2 separate regions of the Macaca mulatta genome follow, and region 2 is linked to region 1. The links are chromatin contacts, called in public Hi-C maps. All regions are on one chromosome and are shown on one strand. The core of a region is the stretch at or near the end of the contact, and the rest is flanking DNA. Distances in the headings are between cores, read along the strand shown.

Region 1 (4,784 bases), core at 1,651-4,150:
TCTGAAGACCTGCTGGAAAAAGAAGAATGGCCAAGGGGGCAAGGACAGTAGTTAGAAAAGTGGAAGCTGGTTGGGAGCAGTGGCTCACACCTGCAATCCCAGCACTTTGGAAGGCCGAGGCAAGCTGGATCGCTTGAGCCCAGGAGTTCAAGGCCAGCCTGGGCAGCATGGTGAAACCCCATCCCTACTAAAAACACACAAAAAGTTAGCTAAGCATGGTGGTGTACACCTGTGGTCCCAGCTACTCAGCAGGACTGAGGCAGGACTGAGGCAGGAGGACTGCTTGAGCACAGGAAGTCAAGCCTGCAGTGAGCCGAGATTGTGCCACTGCACTCCAGCCTGGGCAACTGAGCAAGACCCTGTCTCAAAAAAATGTTAGGGCTGAGTCCTAGGATGGAGGAGTTTCCTGGGACGCTGGGGAAAACTAGGGACAGTCATGGGCAAACCGGGAAGACTGGTCTCCCTAATGCTGACCTGTCCTAGGTATAAGTCTAAATGTGTTGGTCATTATGTTTATTATGTAATTCCATATATTCAGGTAATTGTGGTAGGGTATGCCACTTTAAATAATAATAATGAAATTAACAGTAGATCTGCTACCACAATACAGACCTAGTATGTTCCAAACAATACTAAGTGTTTTAACACGTCATCATCTAATTTTCACAACAACCCTGGAATGTGGATCTCCTTTCATAGAAGATGATTAAAAACTTGCTTTGGAGTCACACAGATAGTAAATAACAGAACTGAGACCCAAACTCAGCTTTGTCTGACTCAAGAGCTCTCATTCCTTCCACTATACCAGGCCACCTTTTCTGTGCTAACTCACTCTGGCTGCCTCCAAGCCCCCATGCCTGCTAGAAAAAGACTCCTGAATACTTCATTTTTCTATCCAGGTCAAAAGGTCATGCTCACTGTTCCTGGGTTCTTCAACAATGACCTGGAGTAATAACCCTCTCACGTCTGGAAACCCAAAGTTGCTTCTGGAAGACTCAACTCTGCAAAGATGAATGGATCCCACCAAGGCATCTCTACCAGAAGCCAGGACATTTCCCTGGATTGCTCACAGCTTGGCATTTGGATGCCTTGGCTTCTGATTCCAAGCTCCCTTTCCATCTCTCTCTCCTATTCTCCAAAATGCATCTTATCTTCTACTCCAGCCTAGTACCATTCTTCACTGATCCCCAGACATCTCTGGGCTTGCCTGCCTACTTCCACACCACTGCTTGGGCTACTCCCTCCTGTCCAGGATTCCCATTTCCATCTTCATTGTTGAACTCTCACCCTTCCTTATCAAAGCAGAATAGAACTATGTCCTCCCCCAACTGGTCCCCAACCTTAGCCCCGGGGTGGTACTCACATGACAGAACACTGGGCAAAGGACAGGTAATCCACCAGCACATCCAGGCCTTTGTTTTCATCATTCAGAAACTCCCGCACCCACCTGCAGATAAAGGAAACACAGTGGAAGGGGTCTGCTAAAGTGGGTCAAGGATCAGGAGGGTGACATGCCTCTGATCCAACACCTCCTCCTCCTGGAACCCAGCACCAGGCTAGGAAAATTCTGAAGATCAAAACCCATGACAGACCCATCCACGGTCATGGACTTCCCCTAGGCAGGGAAGCCAGGGATGGGGAAAGTACAGGCCCTTCTAATACCACTTGCTTTATCACGAAGGTGCTTTAGACAAACAAGCTCTCAAGTACTCCCTCTTTAAGGGCCAGACCCTGGCTCAATTATTTTCTGCATCCCTCCACATGTCCTTGCTCAGTGTTTGTTGGAAGAATTTAGGAAGTATCAAGAGCATTTACCACAGGCCCGTGTTCAGAGTTGTGCTTGACCGAAGCCAGCAAGTCTCCAACCTGACTGAAGCCTGTCAAGACACCAGCAGGAAGAGTCAAGGAGAGCTCTGGAACAGAAGTATCCTGGGCCAAAGCACTCTCTACCAAGTTTAAGGAGAGGAGTTTTGGAAAGCAGTGAGCAAACAGAGATGTATAGGAGTTCTGTATTTAGTCATGTTGAGTTTGTCAGAACCTGAAAAAGCATGGGGGTGATCAGGAACCCGAGGAACTCCAGGATGTCTATGACCACTCTGAGTCAACCTGAGGACGTGGGCCCCCCCTCAGCCAGGAAGGTAGACAACAAAGCACCTAGGGACCATATCCCAGGGCATTATTTTCCCTTCTGCTTTCAGTCATTTTGGGCTGAGATATTCCTGGAATGAAAGTCAAGGGCAAATCTAGGGAACTGTTATATGACAGGTTCATTCCATAGCAGAAACATAAAACGCTCAGGATGAAACCCTAATCTAGAGTGCTCTACTCCTTCAGAATTTCTGGGGGTCTTTATAGGAAAGCTCTGCCCAAACTGCCGTGCGGGGCCTCTTCTCCCCAACAGCTGGAAAACCAGCGCCATGTTGGCCAGCCACACCCCAAGCTACGGAGAGACTCTGGAGCTACACCACCAGGCCCAGCTGAGATTTGGCAGCAGGCCCTGGCTGAAGCTGACTGACACCGGAGCTGCCTGAAGTTAGCTTCCTCTCTGGGGGCCAACAGGCCTCCCGTTTCCTGTCTGTCTGCTCTCCAGCTCCCCACCCCCTTCTCATTTCCTGTCTGAGTCTATACTGCTATTTCGGGATCTTGACACTTTGAGGAGAGGTTAAAGGGTGCTTAGGCAAGGCACAGAAACCAATACAAACCAGGGAAAGAGGAGCTGGAGAGGCTCCGGAATCCCACTTCCCAGCCTGTCCCTCTCCAGAACCTGAGTTCCCATCTGCTGCTCCTGCACACCCAACTTCTGCAAGCCCTGGGGCTGATCAGGCTGTGACCAAAGCAGGATCCTCCTCTCCCCACCTTGTCCTGGGTTCCTTCCACCCTGAAGCACCCAAAATCTGACAAACGCTTCCCAGAAATCCAGGAAGGATCCTTCCACATAACTCTACCCAGAGAAGCTGCAGTTCAGATGGCAGGCATGCCTAAAATGCCAGGCACTGAGCTATTCCCTGGGAACAAAGGACCACGTCCAGGACCTCTAACTTGTGTGCCAACTACCAAGAGGCCCCAGGCCTGGGAACCACGCTGCTTTGGACCTAGCTCCTGGCCAGCAGCCAGAGGAGCAGGCATCAGGTAGAGGAGGCAGGCAGCAGGGACTGTCATAAACTGCTCTGTGGCCTTCTCCCAATGAAAGCACACCCCCATCCTCAGATGACTACAGCAAGACTTAATCAAGAAAACAAGGCTGGGTACTAGTGGCTCCACTTTGGGATTCTTAAAGAGGATCACTTGAGCCTAGGAGTTCAAGACCAGCCTAGGCAACAAGGCTAGACTCTGTCTCTACTTAAAAAAAAAAATTTTTTAATGGACAGGCAGGCCAGGCACAGTGGCTCACATCTATAATCTCAGCACTTTGGAAGGCCAAAACAGGCAGATCACTTGAGCCCACGAGTTTGAGACTAGCCTGGCCAACATGGCAAAACCCTGTCTCTACTAAACATACAAACATTAGCTGGGTGTGGTGGCACACGCCTGTAGTCCCAGTTATTCAGGAGGCAAAGGCAGAATGGCTTGAGCCTGGGAGGCAGAGGTTGCTGTGAGCCGAGATCACGCCTGGGCGACAGAGCTAGACTCCGTCTCAAAATATAAATAAATAAATACATAAAATAAAATGGGCAGGCATGGGTGTGTGCCTGTGTTCCCAGCTACTTGGGAGGCTGGGATAGGAGGATCACTTGAGCCCTGGAAGCTGAAGCTTCTGTGAGTCATGATCACGTCACTGTACTTCATCCTGGGCAACAGAGCAAGACCCTGTCTTTAAAAACAAACAAAAAGAAGACAGAAGGGCTGAGAGTGACAGAAGGGACTATGGAGGAATGCAGAGTGGTAGGTGGCTTCGGGTGGCAGGTAGCACTCAGGGTTGCCACTGGTGTCATTCTTGCCCTCACACACAAGGGTACTAAGCAGCCCCTGCCACTTTGTCCTTCCATGAAGGATTCACCAAACAAAGGAAGAGGCTTGGCCACACCTTTCTCAGTGGCTTGGCTTTCAATGTCTGATTCACAGATGAGTTACAGAAGCCATACTTGGGCCACCAGAGCACAGTTACTGAGGCCAGGAACCATCCCTTTCCTGTTCTCTCCTGTGCTGTTTCCCTTGTGATTGCTGCTACAACTGGCTACACACACAGGTGTCCTCTCCCTCTAAAGAACCCCGGGAAGGCTTGCCCTGGGGGTGGATGAGGGCTGCTGCTACGACAGGAGGGGAAAGGCTGATGATGTCATTTGGCTGTCTCTACCCCACTGTCAGGAAGCCTGGGTACCCCGCCCCCACCCGGGCCTCCACTGCTCACTCATAAGCACTGGACATTTGTGCCAGGCCCTCCATCAGGTCTGTAACCCCGCCTGCAGTTCTACATCACATGTCCCTCACTGTCCTTTTGTATGAGCACACATACGCACACATATACACACTTTCTCTCTCTCTCTCTCACTTTCATGTATCTTTGCTGATTACAGTTTCGTAACACTGAGGCCAATACCCTCTTTCACTGTACCTCACACATTAGCCTTTTGCTTGTTCAGCAATTCCTGGTTTCCCACTCAGGGACCGGAAAAAAAAAGACTCACACAGTTCCTAAGGGCCCTGTCAATGGGTTGGGAGCACCACGGTCTGTGAATATAGAAAACATTCAGCTCCTGGCCCCCATTGCCTTACATCTTTCCTGGTGCTTAAGGAAGCTTCTTCTGCTCATGAACTAAGATTATCTTCTCCCAGGCACCAAAAAG
Region 2 (4,864 bases), core at 2,312-4,811, 44 kb after region 1:
GAGGATACTCTTCAGGGGGTTTTCCACAGACACACTGGGGCTGAGGAAGCCCTCCAGCTTACAGCAGCAGCCATATTCTGAGACTGGATATACACAACAGGGTAATTGGTTTTATCAGATTTTTAAACTTTAAAACCCCTTTTTGGGAACACAAGTGATCTCAGATCTGAGTCACTGCTGAGACGTACAAACTTAAAAGCTACCCATTTACTAAGCATATAGTAGATGCCAGACTCTGCTAAGTATTTGACTTCCAATTTCATTAAATCCACACAACAACCTCATGTGGCAAATGCTATTATTATCCCCATGTATAAGAGGAGACTGGGACTCAGATTAAGTAGCTTGCTTGAGGTCAAACACTCTTCTAACCGAAGACTATGGATGAAACAGTATTTGAATCCACTCTGATTTGAAAGTCCGTATGCTTAACCAGGACACCACTATGTCACCTCAACAAACCTCCCAAATAGCTTTTTAAAAAAACCAAACCAGTTATAATGAAGCTGACAATCTGGGAAAGAAAAAGGTGATAAAGGAACAACTTATCTGACTGTTTCAAGCCAACAACAAAAATAAGCTAATCTGGCCAGGCACCGTGGCTCATGCCTGTAATCCCAGCACTTTGGGAGGCCAAGGCGGGTGGATCGCCTGAGGTCAGGAGTTTGAGACCAGCCTGGCCAACATAGCAAAACCCCATCTCTACTAAAAATACAAAAATTAGCCAGGCATAGTGGCACGCGCCTGTAATCTCAGCTACTGGGGAGGCTGAAGCAGAATTGCTTGAACCTGGGAGGCGGAGTTTGCAGTGAGCTGAGATCGTGCTGCTGCACTCCAGCCTGGGTGACAGAGTCAGACTCCATCTCAAAAAAAAAAAAAAAAAAGCTAATCTATATTGAGTACTTACTGAGTACTTACTACATTGAGCACCTTATATACAGGGGCTCACCTAATTCTCACAATCTCACCAGAACAAGATTACCTCCACTTTACAGATGAAGAAAAAGTCTAGGCTCAGAGAAGTTAAGATACTTGCTAAGCCAGAGTCCTTGCTTTTTCAACTACACTATGCTTCTCCTGACTGTTCAGGAAATACATTTGAGCCTGTACCTGGGTCAAACATCTAACTCACAGTCAGTACTATTCCCAAAGCATGGTAGAAAAGGTACCTTTCAGAACAGTGGACACAGGGACACTTAAGGGCCCCCAGAGAAGAACTCAAATCCCCAAGAAGGGATAATTTCCCTGTATTGGAAAACTGAAGTGAAATCTCATCTCCTGAGACAACTAACTAGCTCTGGCCTGCCCTGTTCCAACCCTTCATCAGCAGCAGCTCAGGCACACAAAAACAAGACCAAAATAAAAGGCACGAGAAAACAAATCAAAATTTTATACAGAAAAGCAGGCAGGCAAGTGGGTGGTCCAGTCCCCCGTTTGACCTGGGTTCTCCTGGTGCTCTGGTTAACTAGGACACCACGTGCATTTTGTGAATATTAAGCCATTCGTTTGCTAACTAAACAAATTGGTCAACCAAGGGCCAATGAGAACATGATGGATTCTGGTTCTGAGCTCTCACAAAAAATGGCTTGGCAGTGCCTACCTAAGGCAGCCTTCCACCCAATCCACCTCACCCCATCCCTTTCTCCCCAATTTCTATAGCTAACTTGTGTCAGCTTGCTGGGGGTTTTCACACCCCCACTGGAGTGCAGATCCCCTCCCACTCTTTTCCCCAACAGTTGGGCTCTTGTTCTCAAGGCCACTAAGTCCGTCTCTTCCTCAGCCTGTGAGATGGTCACAGCACATTGGTAATCACTGACTCACCCGATCCCCCTGAGGAGGCTGGGGGAAATGCAGAGGGCCACAGGATGTATGGCCCACATCCCTTTGGCCCTTTGCAGAGCTGGCAGGCAGAGAGGTGCCAGCGACACCACTTCCCCTTGGAACACTGTAGACCCTCTTTGAGCCAGCTCTGGTACCAGTGGGCTGATGTCAGGCTCTCTACCCTCGAAGAGGCCAAGATCTCTAGACAGCTCCACTGTTGCCAACAGATCTAATCTCCTTATTCCAAGGCAGATGAAATCCAATAAGGCTGCTAAGTCCACAACTTATCCCTCCTCACGGGCAGAGGCAAAGGCAAAGTCGGCCCTTCAGGCCATACCAACAATAACGCCAGAATTATTACTGCTTCTCAGATAACTATTTGGGGAACTGAGAACTATTTCCCCAAGTTTCTCAAAGATTAACCCGGTTTACCAATGTTTTCGCTCTGCAAAACTTCATTTTCAGCGGCAACATTTTCTCTGGCTTCTTCCCAGTGATACCAGCTCAGAACCTCTCGCTTCATAGAGCCACTGACATCAATGTCCAATTCCCATACCAAAGAAGAATCCCAAAGTCAGCTCTAAAAATCCATTTACACAGACCGTTTGAAATCTACAGAAAGACTAAAAAGCACAGGCTAAACAACACAAACCAGTCACGGTGGCTTAACATGAAAAGGGGGGGAGGAGGCGGGATGGTTTGTGTATTGTTTCACTTGGAAAAATACCCCAGTGAAATGGTTTATCCACATGTTCAGCCTTTTAGGCAAATCCACTATAACTTAGCAGGATGCCTGCAGGCCGTTCTGAAAATAAGCAGAATGGCACACTCCTTATTCCACCCCTTCAGGAGCTGCCAGCCCCTTCCCTATCCCCCTCTCCCCCCAAACATCTGGTCTGGGCTGGGAGCGGGACCCACTCCCTGGGAAGCCTCCATGTTCGCAGGAGAGGCGGTGTCCTCACTCAGGGAAGCCTGCTAAGAACCCGGCCGCGCTTCTGAATTCCCCCCACCGTGAGAGGCTCCTGGCTGAGAATGCTAGGGACAGGGAGCCTGGCGAGGAAGCAGGGAGACTGCAGAAGGGCAGCAGAAGGGGGAGGAAGAAGGAGGGAGAAGCCTGGTTCCCAGGACGGTCCCGAGCTGGGGACTTCTCCTAAGCGTCCAGCGGTGGAGGCGTCGGTCCCGAGATCCCCCACGGGACTGTCCGGGCCGGCCAGCAGCTGCTCAGAGGTTCCTGGGAAGAAACTGGAGGCTGAGATCCGTCCGGGACCCCGACTGAAAGGGTGGGCGGGACGGGGGCTCAGGACAAAGTCCCAGCTCGGGCGTCGGGACCTGAGGGGCGGTAGGCGGGGGAAGGGGCTGGGCTCAGCTCTCACCAGCACCAGGGCGAACCTTTCCTCCAGCTCACAGGGCTCAGGCATCGGCATCTTGCCGGGCGGCAGCAGCAAAGGGACAGAGGGCGGCTCTCCCGGGCCCCCCTCGGCGCTCTCCAGGTTGCCCATCGCTGCGGGGCCCCCTCAGGGGCCTCGGCCCCCCACCTCCACGCCCCGGAGCTTTCGGCTCTGCGGCTCCGACCAGGCTCCTCCTTCAGCGCCGGCTCCCCTAGTCCCGACTCCTCGGCCCCGTCGGGGTCGCCGGTGGTTCCCTGGAGTCCCTCAGGAGGCGGCGCGCGGCGAGGGCGAAGGCAGCGTAGCGGACAGCCGCACCGAAGCGAGGGGGACGGAGGCAGCCGGCTCTTGCTCACACCCGCCGCCTCGCCGCGCTCGGCTAGCCGCCCGGGCGCTGCCCCTCCCCGCCCCCCGCGCTCTTTCCCTTCCCCCCCACCCAACGTCGCTTCCTCCCACCCACTCCCGGCCGGGACTCGGGCTTCCCCCGCGAGCGCCGACTGCAGCCAGCCCGCCGCGCGCCCCATTCATGCAGGCCCCGCCTCCCTCCCAGAGGCCTCCCAGGCGACCCGGCCCGACCCGCCTGCGCCCGATTGACGGCCGCTTCTGCCAATCACAGGTCCTCCCGCCCTTGACGGCCTCGTGCAGGGCGCCGAGCGCTCCCTGGCGGCCTCAGCCGGGATCGAATCACCGCGGTTCCCAGAGGTTCCCAGAGGCGCTGGCCTGGACACCCCGGGAATGGGCCGTACCTTTTCACAAGGAACTCATGATGTATACAAGTAAGTAAAATATTATACAAGGCATGGCGTACAAAACTACAAGAGAAGTAGAAACAAGCAGGATACTCAGAAGAGGGAGAGAGACAGTATCCGTTAAGAGTCGGGGTGAGGGGCCGGGCGCGGTGGCTCAAGCCTGTAATCCCAGCACTTTGGGAGGCCGAGACGGGCGGATCACGAGGTCAGGAGATCGAGACCATCCTGGCTAACACGGTGACCCCGTCTCTACTTAAAAAATACAAAAGACTAGCCAGGCGAGGTGGCGGCGCCTGTAGTCCCAGCTACTCGGGAGGCTGAGGCAGAAGAGTGGCGTAAACCCGGGAGGCGGAGCTTGCAGTGAGCTGAGATCCGGCCACGGCACTCCAGCCTTGGCTACAGAGCGAGACTCCGTCTCAAAAAAAAAAAAAAAAAAAGAGTCGGGGTGAGGGAGATCATGGTTGGACCAGGCATTGAGGGATGAGGAAGCCCTTGCCCGACAGAGGCAAGGGAAAAGACATTTAGGAGGAGAGGAGCTTAACCATGGTCACAGGCTTATCTGGCTGCGTGTGAAAATGGAGAGGCGGGAGAAGAACGCTGTTCTGGGCTCAGTCGGCGGGTGGGTCGTTGATGATGCGGTGGACATTTGTTGTCTAGCCGCCATCTTCTTCCAGTGATAGCATCCCCTTTTCTTTTAGGAAACCACCTCTCCCCTCTTCTCAGTCTAAATGGAGCTGAACTTTATCCCCGGTTCCGAAGGGCCCCAAGACCCAGGCCCAGTCAGTTACAACATTTTCCTCCTCTACTCTTAGACACTGTTTTAGGGATTGTCACTTGACCCAAACCCAGACAATATGATATATCCAAGGCTTTCTCTGTAACAATCAGGAAAGAGGCACTCACTCTCTC

The links. A called contact is a pair of places that touch in the nucleus more often than the background predicts.
Region 2: a contact with region 1 is called in a Hi-C map of CD4 T cells, with 3 times the contacts expected there. The contact joins the promoter of FMNL3 here to the enhancer-like site in region 1. A contact is called at or near these places in 9 of 14 Hi-C or Micro-C datasets (CD4 T cells, blood, cortical neurons and 5 more).

Annotation. Positions count from the first base shown.
Region 1 is chr11:56,846,666-56,851,449 of T2T-MMU8v2.0, forward strand. It overlaps FMNL3 (formin like 3), which reads right to left. Exons shown (of 26, transcript XR_013401039.1): 5 at 1,364-1,447. Among named protein-coding and RNA genes, the nearest start is that of PRPF40B, 40 kb to the left of the region's middle. Within about 2 kb of position 2,901, at least 18 of the 40 cell types and tissues checked have an H3K27ac peak or open chromatin away from gene starts, as enhancers often do. A contact at or near this core is called in CD4 T cells and blood, where this site is marked.
Region 2 is chr11:56,890,366-56,895,229 of T2T-MMU8v2.0, forward strand. FMNL3 (formin like 3) reads right to left here and starts at 3,562. Exons shown (of 26, transcript XR_013401039.1): 1 at 3,195-3,562. LOC144332861 (a long non-coding RNA gene) reads right to left here. Exons shown (of 2, transcript XR_013401052.1): 2 at 3,906-4,225.